Linked DNA regions of Sus scrofa: regions 1 and 3 are each linked to region 2. A link is a contact called in public HiChIP or PLAC-seq data. All regions are on one chromosome and are shown on one strand. Each heading gives the region's core, a stretch centred on a gene start, on an enhancer-like site or on the middle of the called end of the contact. The rest is flanking DNA. Distances are from core to core; before and after follow the strand shown. Region 1 holds the start of PRPF39 (pre-mRNA-processing factor 39). Region 2 holds the start of C1H14orf28. Region 3 holds the start of FKBP3 (FK506 binding protein 3).

Region 1 (3,727 bases), core at 1,020-3,519, 140 kb after region 2:
AGAGGGCTGCCCAAAATGCCAGCATGGTAGGAGATAGGGGAGTAAATACTCTGACCTCATTTCTCTAGTCTGTTCTTCCAGGACCCTATTGGCCAGACCCAATAAGAAACCAGAGAGCAAGGGTCAGTCTCTGAAGAATGCAGTAGGTTGGACAGTTGACTTGGAGAAGCAAACGGAAGAAATCCATTACATTAATAAATTTCCCCCATCTGCACCATCCTTTTGTTTTGAGATCATCTGACTTTTATTTTGTCTTTTTGGGGCCACACCCATGCCATATGGAAGTTCCCAGGCTAGGGGTCGAATCAGAGCTACTGCCAGCCTACACCACAGCCAAAGCAAGGTGGGATCCAAGCCATGTCCATGACATACAACACAGCTCATAGCAACGCCAGATCCTTTAACCCACTGATCAGGGCCAGGGATTGAAACTGCGTTCTCATGGTTACTAGTAGGGTTCATTAGCACTGAGCCACAAGGGGAAGTCCTCATCTGACTTTAAATACTGTATTTTTATTTATTTATTTATTTATTGCTTTTAAGGGCCCCACATGCAGCATGTGGAAGTTACCAGGATAGGGTTTGAACTGGAGCTTCAGCTGCTGGCCTAGCCACAGCCGCAGCAACACCAGATCCAACAGTGTCTGCAACCTACACCACAGCTCAAGGCAATGCTGGATCCTTAACCCACTGAGCAAGGTCAGGGTTAGAACCCAAATCTTCATGGATACTAGTTAGGTTCGTTTCTGCTGAGCCACAACAGGAACCCTAATACTGTATTTTAGAGCACCACACTGTAAACTACTATTTGGCATAAATATTTTTTCCCCCAAAGCTTATAATTGTGACATACAAGTTCTTTTAAAGTGAACTAAAGCTAAACCAAGTTTAAAAAAGTTTCCACCTGTGTTTTACTGTAGATAGAGGAAAAAGCACACTGAAGAAGGGTTAGACACACAAAAGGGACAAAGACACTTAAAGGGAACAATGGCTTTTATAAAGTTATGGGAAGGCAGAAACCAGCAAGAAGGCTGGTGTGATTATGAAAGGACTGTATTTTCAATGCTAAAATGTTTAAGTTTTTCTTAAAAGTGTTGGGGGAAACAGCAGTGAAAGTTTTTAAGCAGGAGAGTGAGAGCAAAAGACTGGCTTAAAAGGTTAAAATATAGAAAACCAGATAAAGGGAAACAATAAATTGACAATGAGTGAAGTTGAATAAGCAGGTGCATTTTCAGAAAATGATGCTTAGAGGGATGGGATCTCAGAGATAATCTTCTTCACTGATGAAGTTGAGAATACTTCAGGAAAGACTGAAAGGGACCAGGAGAGGAGTGAAGCCTGGGGCACTCAGTCATTGAATGACAGTGCTTGTGGCAAATTCTGCCTGCCTTCCCAATATATCACTCCCTTAACTGCTCTTTCCAATAATACTCATCTAAATGTCACTGGTTATACCAGTAAAAAGCATGCCTTCACTGTCAGAACTTGAAGAGTGGAAGAGGTAATGGAAAGGGTAATTTGATTAAAATGAACGCTAGGACTGGTTTTGATCTTTGGAAGCAATGGTGATGTTGAGGGGATTTATGATTAACTGGGTTGTAGACAGGAATTATCAATTTGCAGAGGAATATTTCTTAAAGCAGACAGATTCCAGAGATGGAAATTGCAGCCCAATTGTCACACTATTGAATCCTGAAGAAGAGATTGCCTGGTAAGTGTTGGGTGATCTCAAGAACCTTGAAACGGAAAAATGAGAGAGGCCAGATTTGGGGGAAAAAAATTAAAAAAAAATTTTTAAGTGAGGGTGGGAGTACAATTGGAGAGTGCCAAGATGGTCCAAATAATGCAGCCTTCATACACTCAGAGAAAAATTTTACATATCCCTTTAATAATCAGTTCCTCATGCCCCTAATTCCGCGATTGTTTCCCTTTCTCAGGAAACCTGAGTGGACACAGAGTCCATACATCATTGAGATTTGGGGTTTAAGGCTGAGTTTCTGTCCATTTTTAGGTAGAGGGGTGAAGCCCAGGCAGTTGTTCGCTCAAAAAAGAATAATAGTATTTTTCTTTAGAGGGGCGGGGCGCTCTCTGTGCTTAAGATCAGAGGTGCGAAAGGCCCTAAACAACCTCTTTCTACTCTGAAGTCCACATAGAGCTGGGAAAACCAGGTCTGAGCAGCAGCCCCGCCCTCCGCGGTGGAGGGGCGGGGTCGGGGCGCGGCCGGCCGCCCGCCCCTTGGATCCACTGAAGGCGAGGCTTGCGCGCTGCGCAGCCACGTGACTCGTTTGCCTTCAGGGACACCGACGCATGCGCGCCGCGCACTAGACGAAGCGGCTGTGGCGCTGGTGGCGGCTGCTGCTGCGGTGTCTGTGGGGACAGAGACGGTGGAAGTGCCATCTTCGGCTCGGTTGGCCCAGACAGCGGCTCATGGCATTGAGTGGCATCCATCGTCAGGTCAGCTGGGGCGGGCGCCTTGGAATTGGCCGGAGGAGGTGATACGCGGGGCAGGAATGGGCCTGCCATGTTTCAGGCCGCACTGGGGTTGCGGCCTCCCTCTCCCGCCTTGTTTGAGGCCTGGCTTGGCCTTGGGGCCCAGCTGTCCATTCCCTTTTCCTTCCCACCTGTTGGGTGGAGCAGTGCGGGGTTTCTTAAACCGTACGTTTCCCTGCCGGATACCTGACGACGGGCGGGGAAATGTGGGCCTCCACCCTGATTTAGGGAGCGATTTGGGCTAAGTCTAGCTAAGTCTAAAGGCCATGCTTTCCCGGGAGCTGGAAACCAGTGTGGTTGGAACGACTGGAAGTGGAGGGGGTCCAGAGGAATAGGAGAATGTGAAACAGATTGTCTTAACAAAACTTTTAGGTACCTCTAGGGCGCATTTCGCCTTCGAAAGCCACACTTTGGGACCCTGAGTCACAGCACCCCAAGATCACCTAAAGCTTTTGGCGGAATAGGATAGAAGCAGAAAAACCAAACCTTGAAGAAAAATGTTTATCATTTGCGGTCAGAGGCCAACACTGGTGTTTTTCTTGCTCTAAAAATCACATATTTAGGCTAATAAATAATACTTTAAGTTAATAGGTAGTAGAGCTCTTAATGTATCTTTAGTTTAATATTCATTTGCCTTCTCTTTGAGGGCGTCACGTTGACGACTGATCCTTCATCAAAAATACTTTATTTATTTATTTTATTTATTTATTTATTTTGCATTTGTAAAGGTTGAAGTTTAAGAAAGGAAGTTTCATGCAGGGAAATATGAAACTCATGTTTGAACTTAAGTGTTTTGGGCTCTGGAAGCTTAAGTGAATTGAAAACTAGCAACTACAGCCAGGTCCCACCCCGCTCCCCCTCCCCTTATAACCACATTCTAAAGCTGAAAAAGTTGGAACTTTACACTCTTCAGCCTATGGTAGAGAGAAAATGAATGAAAGGAGTTGTACTAAAGAAGACAAGTTCTGGAATAATTAAGGGTTACCAAAGATGGCTAATTAGTAGTTGGTGTGAGATGTTGTAAGTGAGAATTGAAAAGCAGGATTTTTTAGTGTCAGAATATTTGGTAATATTTTTACTTGCTTGCATATAGTTGAATAAGGAAAATAATTTTATAAATCAAATGATAAAAAGTATGGCTTTTTTTTCAGGAGAAAGATTAGAAGATACAACTACTATATATAAAAAAAGTCCTACTTGTAGCACAGGGAACTATATTCAATATCTTGTAATAAGC
Region 2 (3,406 bases), core at 44-2,543:
TTTAAAGGGCTTTCTCCTTACAAGATCGTTTTAGTATCGAGAGTGAACTGTTTGTATGTGAATTCCAATACAGATACAATACACTCATTATTTTAAGCCTCAAAGCCTGAGTTTCCTCAGCTGTGAAATGCCGTAAGAAATAAGAAAAACTAGGAAACTAAAAAGAGCAGATTTTTGCCAGAATGATTAATTCTTCCTTTTTGGGCAGCCTCTTCTCCCTCTGCTCTGAGAGGTTTCCATTTCTTCCCAACTCCACCAGCAGTAATTATCTTGAATGAGTCAAGCTTCTCTCCCAGAAGTTCCATCCCTCTATCACTAGACTTCTCAAGAGAGGTCCAAGAGGTAGGTCCCTGCCATATCCCTGGCTAACCATTAAATTCGTCAAGAAGATGTCCAAGACTCTGCCACACTCAGCTGTGAATGCAGACCATACTGATGCGCTGGGCTGGGCTTAAATGCCGTGCATTTTGGGCTGAGTTTATTGTGTATTCTGTGCATCGTGTATTCTAGAAGTTGAGCTTCACTTTCCAGACATTTTTTATTGCACAGCTAAACCGACAGTATTTCAACAGCATCCTCATTTCTAACTGCGGGTGGAGGTAATTTTCCAGGATGGCCTGTGTTCCCTGTAAGCAGAACCATGTTGGCTGTGAGCCTTTTAGGGAGGATACAAGAACCAAGACCTACTGAACAGGAATAGTGGTTGGGTTGGGCCCACAGACTAGCATTAAGCATCTATAGCTTCAATTTCCAGTTGTCTATGTGTGGGACTTTATCATCTCCAAAACTCAATTTTTTCATCTCTATAATGGGGCTAAAGCCACCTAATTTTTTTAAGTGTTATTAACTTCCATGATAAATTACAGTACGTTGGCCAATTCTTACCTTAAACTATTAAAGACAGCGTTTAACACAGTAATTCAACTTTTTTCCCAAACTTATACCTAAGTCAAAAAGCTTCCATAACCATAAATTACTAAGAAAACAAAGCTTTCCCTTTTTGAGTTTAAGAATATGAAAAGACCAGACCTAGAAACAAGCCAAAATCAAGTTAAGTCCTAAAATGGTACGAACCTCAAAAAGCCAGGCAAGGTTTGCCTACAAAGCTCCGCCTCCGTGTAAACCCTGCCCACTTCCGGCTACCCCACCCACTTTCTGACAGTGGAATACCGCCCCTCTCTGCGAGGTCCCGCCCCCTACAGCTGATCCTGGTGCCCATTGGGCGAATGTGGACGCTGTGTACACACCCAACACACGCACTTTTGGCAGGGGCGTCTTCGCGCCTGCGCAGCAGCGTCGTCAGGCAGCTGTGAACAGGGGAGTGGGGACTGGGGGGAGGGGGGCGGAGGTCAGGCCGAACCTTCCTCCGTAATAAGAAGCTACGCGTCCCGCGGTCCTGGCTCGGTGGGTCCGGTCGGATCGGGCCTGGGCGCTGGAGCTGCTGTGGCTCCCGCCGCGGCGGGTGCGATGGAGGCCGTACCGGAGCCCAGCGGTCACGCCGGGGGAGGCCGAGACAGCCGGCGGTGCTGGTAGATGAGGCGGCGGCGGTGGCGGCAGCACGGACTCTCCATGAGCAAGCGGAGGCGGCGACGGGTGCGGCGGCACCGGCGGTTTTCGGTCCCCGAGGAGGTACGAAAGTCGGCTTCCGGATGAACGGAGACTGGCTCCTGTGGGAATGCCTTCCACATACAGGCCCTCCCGCCCATTACCCGCAGCCCCAGGCGGGCAGGGGACGCCCATCCCTTTCACCCGCTTCTGGTTTGGAGACCCGCCGCTCGTGCGGGGCCAGCCCTCAGTGCCGGGCCTCCCCCTGCGCTCTGGGCCGGGGGCGGGGTGGGCGTGGCCGGAGTGCGGCGGGCGGAGGGGGGCGCACACCGCCACCCCAGCGGGTCCCTGCCCTCAGACCCGCGCTGCTTCGAGCTGGAGCGCGTGGCCGCTTTATAGATTATTTCGGGGCGCTGATTCGGGAACGAACCCTTAGGACCCTCGAGCTCTTAGGGAGCCCGACATTCAGTGCCTTGGGCAAATGGTCTGGTGCTCACGACCCGCGTGGGGTGGTTTGCTACCCTTTGAAATGACCCCAAAAGAAAGGTGTCGTTTTGCCAAGGAAATAGAGGTCTGGTGCGCTTTCTATGTTTATTCAAACAGGAAGGCCTGTTGAGGCAGGAAAATAAAGCCAGCAGGGTGCCTTCTCTATGGCTTCTAAATCAGTGCCTAACGAAACAATGTTTTTGATATATGGCCAAAACTTAAGGCAATTTAAGTAAAGCTCTTTGCAGCTATTTCGCCATCTTTTTAAGTCATTTTTATTGTCATTTGCTTTGAAACAAATCTGCTCATTCATACAGAAGCAAAATTGTGTCCTCTAGTTCTTTTAATCCTCTCTTACCCCCTCCCTTTTTTTCCAGAAAAAGGCTGGAGAAGTTAGTTTCATTTTGTATGTATGTGTGTATAATTGTAGTTAATTCTCCTAGAGTGTAACTATTGCTTTACAGAGCTATAGTTGCTCATTTGTAATGTCTAAAAGATAATTTGGCCAAAAATACTGCAGAAATTTACAATTTCTTTCCAATGCAATATTTAGGAATCTGAACACAGAGGCTTAATATGTAACCTTGCTACAAAGTTCTTTAAAATTCAATAGATATCAATCAAGCCACGAAGAAAGTTATTTTTATTTTTAAAGTATTTAAGTGTTTTGTGATTTTTAAATAATCTGCTCTGGAACATGTCAGTTCCTGTTAAGAGGGAACTGAGTTTGTGGTTTCCTAGGCTCTAGATTTGCCACGCCCTCTTATTCCTGAGTGGTTGACTACAGCCAACATGTTCGCTATATATAAACATTTACACTTCAGACTAAATATAGTGTTGAATATTTTAGAGTCCACAGTATCTTGCCAGTTGAAAATACTGTGTGCGTGTGTGTGGAAACTGAATTTTTAGTCTGCCAGTGTTGCAAAATAGGTTTGAACGTAATTCTTTAGTCAAATAAAACACATAGGTCTGCAGCTTTGAGTGTTGGATTCATACTGTGCTTGGGAGGATGTGGCACTTGAAAAGATAAAGTAAGACACTGACCTCAGCCACTAATTTCTGTTTCTGTTCTTCAGATGCTTCCCTTTTTCATAAAAAAACTCATTTCCATAAAAGTAACATATTGGGAAACCCTATGGTATTCTTAGTTTAGGCACTTGTTTGTACCAGATAAAGTAAAGCAGTATTTCAGTTTGGTTTCATTAGGACCTTATTCTTTAATTTTTTTAAATTTTGCTGTATAAAACATGCATATGACACCAACATGTTTATTAGAATACTGTCAGTGACTTTAAAAACAAAATGCTTAGCTATCCTCAAGATAGAGGTAAGATGGATGCCATTTCAAATAGGGAGTTCATTTCCAAAACAT
Region 3 (3,355 bases), core at 772-3,271, 190 kb after region 2:
CACAGTGGAAGGTTAATAATAGCATTATATGTCAGAGGCTTCCTGTAAGGATATCTATTTCCAGTCACATAGTAAGAACTCAGTACTACCTATTTAATAAAATAATGTATTTAATAACTGAAACTAACAGCCAAATTCCATTTCTCTCAAATATAAGACTATAAGTTGTCAAATATACACCAAAATACTACTACTGAAATATCAAATTATCAAAATCATGTACGTGGGGATTTTCATAACTTCTTTGAACTCTGCTTCCCTTACTTTATTCTGCTTCCTTCCTTGCTTGATTCCTTTTTTTGTTAACTTTCTCAATGATGTCCTCTGGCATCTTCTAACTTTCCAACAAAGCACTTTTCCCAACACTATCACTATTGAATTTTTCTTTTTCTTTCTCTTAGAAAAATGTTCTAAATGATAAAGGCTCATGGGAAAGGCTATTTTGATTAAACAGAAGTAATCAGTTGCTTTAGCACTGCTGTGATTAGCAAGCTTTCTTTATTAGCAAGCTTTCTGAAAAATATCCAAAATATAAACATTTATCCCCTTGATATCTTATGAGCAATACAATAGTGATTGTCAAATAAGTTTAAGTATGTAAATGAACACTGTAGGGTACGCACTTAAAAGATTAGTATGTCATAAAAATATTTAGATAATCCAAATCTCTTGAAATTGTCCAAGGTGGGCCAGTTTTACATATTCCCACTTTGGGATGATCTGTTTTCTAAGAATTTGATGAATATAGTTCAGTACTGAGGCATTACTTGTTAATAAACAATAAATCTCTTGCTTCAATGAAATATAAACTGGCTTAAGAGAAAATATTTCCACCAAAATGGTATAAAATGTCATTTTCATCCTTGTATCCACAAACACTGAGCCAATAATTCTTGCTATCAGGATAATAAAGGAGCATGATACTGGAAGAGGGAAAATAATTACACCTCCCGTTCAAGAACGTGCAAAATGAAAATAAACTACTAATGTGCAAAATGAAAATAAACTACAAGCTTCTCAAAAGAGCCCAGAAGCAATTTTTCTAAATGCAAGTTTAGAAATTCAGTTAAAAATTGTCGAGAAACCATATATAGACTGCTGCTTCTATTCCCCATACGTGGGCGATAATGCACGCACACAAACTGTTCAGCAATTTAGGAGAGGTATGAATGATCTTAATTTCCGAAGGGAAAAAAATTCAAGTCTGACAAAAATAACTTGTGACTACAGAGGGTGATTAAAATGGAGACTGCTGAAAAATGCAGGGCGTATAAGTATGAAGAGTGCCAAATAGATTTCTTAGTTGCTTTATAAGAATGCGAGATCACTGTACATGGAATACTCATGTGACTTCCCTAAATATAAAGGTAAAAAGGTTATTTAAAGGGTCGATATTAAAAAAAAAATCGCATGCATGATTAGTGATCAGTATTTGGTAACTGATGAGAAAAGCAAATCGCACACATCGTTGCTACCGAAATCTTCACATCCCTTCTCATCTCCCTAACAGCCCACACTCCCCTCCAGGGATCTCATCCAAGCCTCCAATCCTCTGTCCCCCGCTTGAGCCCCCAATATTTCCAGGGTTCTTTTTTTTTTTTTTTTTTTTCCTCTCATGACCTCCACCCTCACTCAATTTGAGTGAGATTCTAATTCTGCGATGGCTGCGAGCCCCAAGAAATGCTGCTGCTCCACCCGCCAAAGAACTGCCTGCCCGAGGGGCGGGAGCGTGGCTCCGGAGCGCACGCGGGGCCTCTCCGGCCTTGCAGGCACAGGCCGCGGGAGAGAGAGGGCGGGGGCACGGAGGAATACGGCAAGTATAGGCATCTATGGGGGGGCGAAGTATCCCTCCGGCCGCACCAGCCCGGCCGCCCCGCTGCCTCTGGTACCGAATCTGAACCGTGATCCTGCAGAAACTTGATAATGTCCTTCTTGGGTAGCTGCTCGCTGCGCAGCTGCTCCACGGTCCAAGCCCGCTGTGGAACGGCGGCCGCCATCTTCCCCCGCTGCCTCTGCTTTACTGAGCCAGCCCGCCTGGGTTCGGCATCGCCCCGCCCCCTGGGCGTGGCGCGGACCCCGCAGGAAGCTCTAGGGGGCGGGGTCATTGCGCTATCCCGCAGGATTGGGGCCAGTTTTTGAGTGACGTCAAGACGGTACGTTGCGGGCCTCTTTGTTGAGTCCAGGGTAAAACCAGCTGATGTGGCCCCGGCGGCTGACTACGCAGGAAAACGGAAGCATTCATCTCCTAAATGTATCAAGCATTACCCATATATATTTTTTAATTATCGACGAGCTGCTATGCCTTTAAAGTCTATAACCTGTTTAAAAGAAACATCAGCACTCAGACATCTAATCTCATTTTATTTCCCTTCTAGAAATTCACACCCAAATTGGCTCATCAGAACGACCCATATTCCACCACCTCCCTATTGAGACTCACACAAATGAAGCTAGAATACAACCTGTTCCCTCACCCCTCACAAATACAGAAGCATGATAAATAGTTTGTCTAAAAGCAAGTTCAGACATTGGACCAAATAAAGCAATGTAAAGTACCTACACGAAGGACGGCGATTGCTGATGTTGGTGTTTAGGAGGGTGACGTTAACGGTGTGCGAAACAACCTCATTATTGTATGTGCACTTTTCCTCAATATACGAGGAAACAAATCTACAGAGATTACTCAAAGTCACCAGGTTTCGTGTGGAAAAGCTGGGAACTGTAACCAAATCTGAGATAGAAATCTATTTCCAGAGTAGAATAATATCACACCAACGCTTATTGCTCTATGTAATTTATGAAGATGTAGTGGAGCATCAGGACGCCTTGCTTTTTTCCTTTAGGATTTTCCAGCAAATATCAGGGCCAAACCATTCATTCCTTTTAAACAATAAAAATGTCAAAATAATGGGTTCTACTTCTAATACTGCGAAAAAGAGACTGACATTTTGCTTTCTCTGTCTGGATAGAGAAATAAGACAAGTTATTTAATTCTGTCTAAACACGTTTGTTTTTCACCTCTTCTTTCAGTTTAGAAATACAACCAACAAGCACGTTAGATGCTCATTAAGTTCAAAATATATGAGTATCTACAGTTTTGAATCTCAAGGTTATTTATTGTATCATTTTAAGCTATATCATTTTAGCAACGACGCCCAGACACCTAATCTAGGAAAACGGAACCCAATTTAGAGTGGAGAAGAAATTGACCGGGGGACCAAATTTATAGTAGCTCCTTGATAAAGCGCTTGCGTCTCCGAGAGGGCGGCAGGATTTCCGGGAAGCCCGCCAATCATATTCCCCACGCAGACTCAGTGGCGGCATTTTCAACTGGATAAACTGGCCTTAGTCCCGC

What was found. HiChIP or PLAC-seq counts read pairs in DNA pulled down with a chosen protein or histone mark.
Region 1: an H3K27ac HiChIP or PLAC-seq map of alveolar macrophages shows a contact between it and region 2. The contact joins the promoter of PRPF39 here to the promoter of C1H14orf28 in region 2. A contact is called at or near these places in 2 of 5 promoter capture datasets (fetal liver and liver), 6 of 47 Hi-C or Micro-C datasets (heart right ventricle, liver, omental adipose tissue and 1 more) and 2 of 2 datasets of contacts at active chromatin or transcription factors (alveolar macrophages and skeletal muscle).
Region 3: a contact with region 2 is called in an H3K27ac HiChIP or PLAC-seq map of alveolar macrophages. The contact joins the promoter of FKBP3 here to the promoter of C1H14orf28 in region 2. A contact is called at or near these places in 1 of 5 promoter capture datasets (liver), 7 of 47 Hi-C or Micro-C datasets (alveolar macrophages, embryonic fibroblasts, heart right ventricle and 4 more) and 2 of 2 datasets of contacts at active chromatin or transcription factors (alveolar macrophages and skeletal muscle).

Annotation. Positions count from the first base shown.
Region 1 is chr1:175,282,950-175,286,676 of Sscrofa11.1, forward strand. It overlaps PRPF39 (pre-mRNA-processing factor 39), which reads left to right and starts at 2,270. Exons shown (of 14, transcript XM_001927120.5): 1 at 2,270-2,454.
Region 2 is chr1:175,144,625-175,148,030 of Sscrofa11.1, forward strand. C1H14orf28 reads left to right here and starts at 1,294. Exons shown (of 5, transcript XM_003480458.4): 1 at 1,294-1,629.
Region 3 is chr1:175,330,684-175,334,038 of Sscrofa11.1, forward strand. It overlaps FKBP3 (FK506 binding protein 3), which reads right to left and starts at 2,022. Exons shown (of 7, transcript NM_001244157.2): 1 at 1,890-2,022. The coding sequence starts at 1,997. It overlaps FANCM (Fanconi anemia group M protein), which reads left to right and starts at 3,282. Exons shown (of 23, transcript XM_003480459.4): 1 at 3,282-3,355.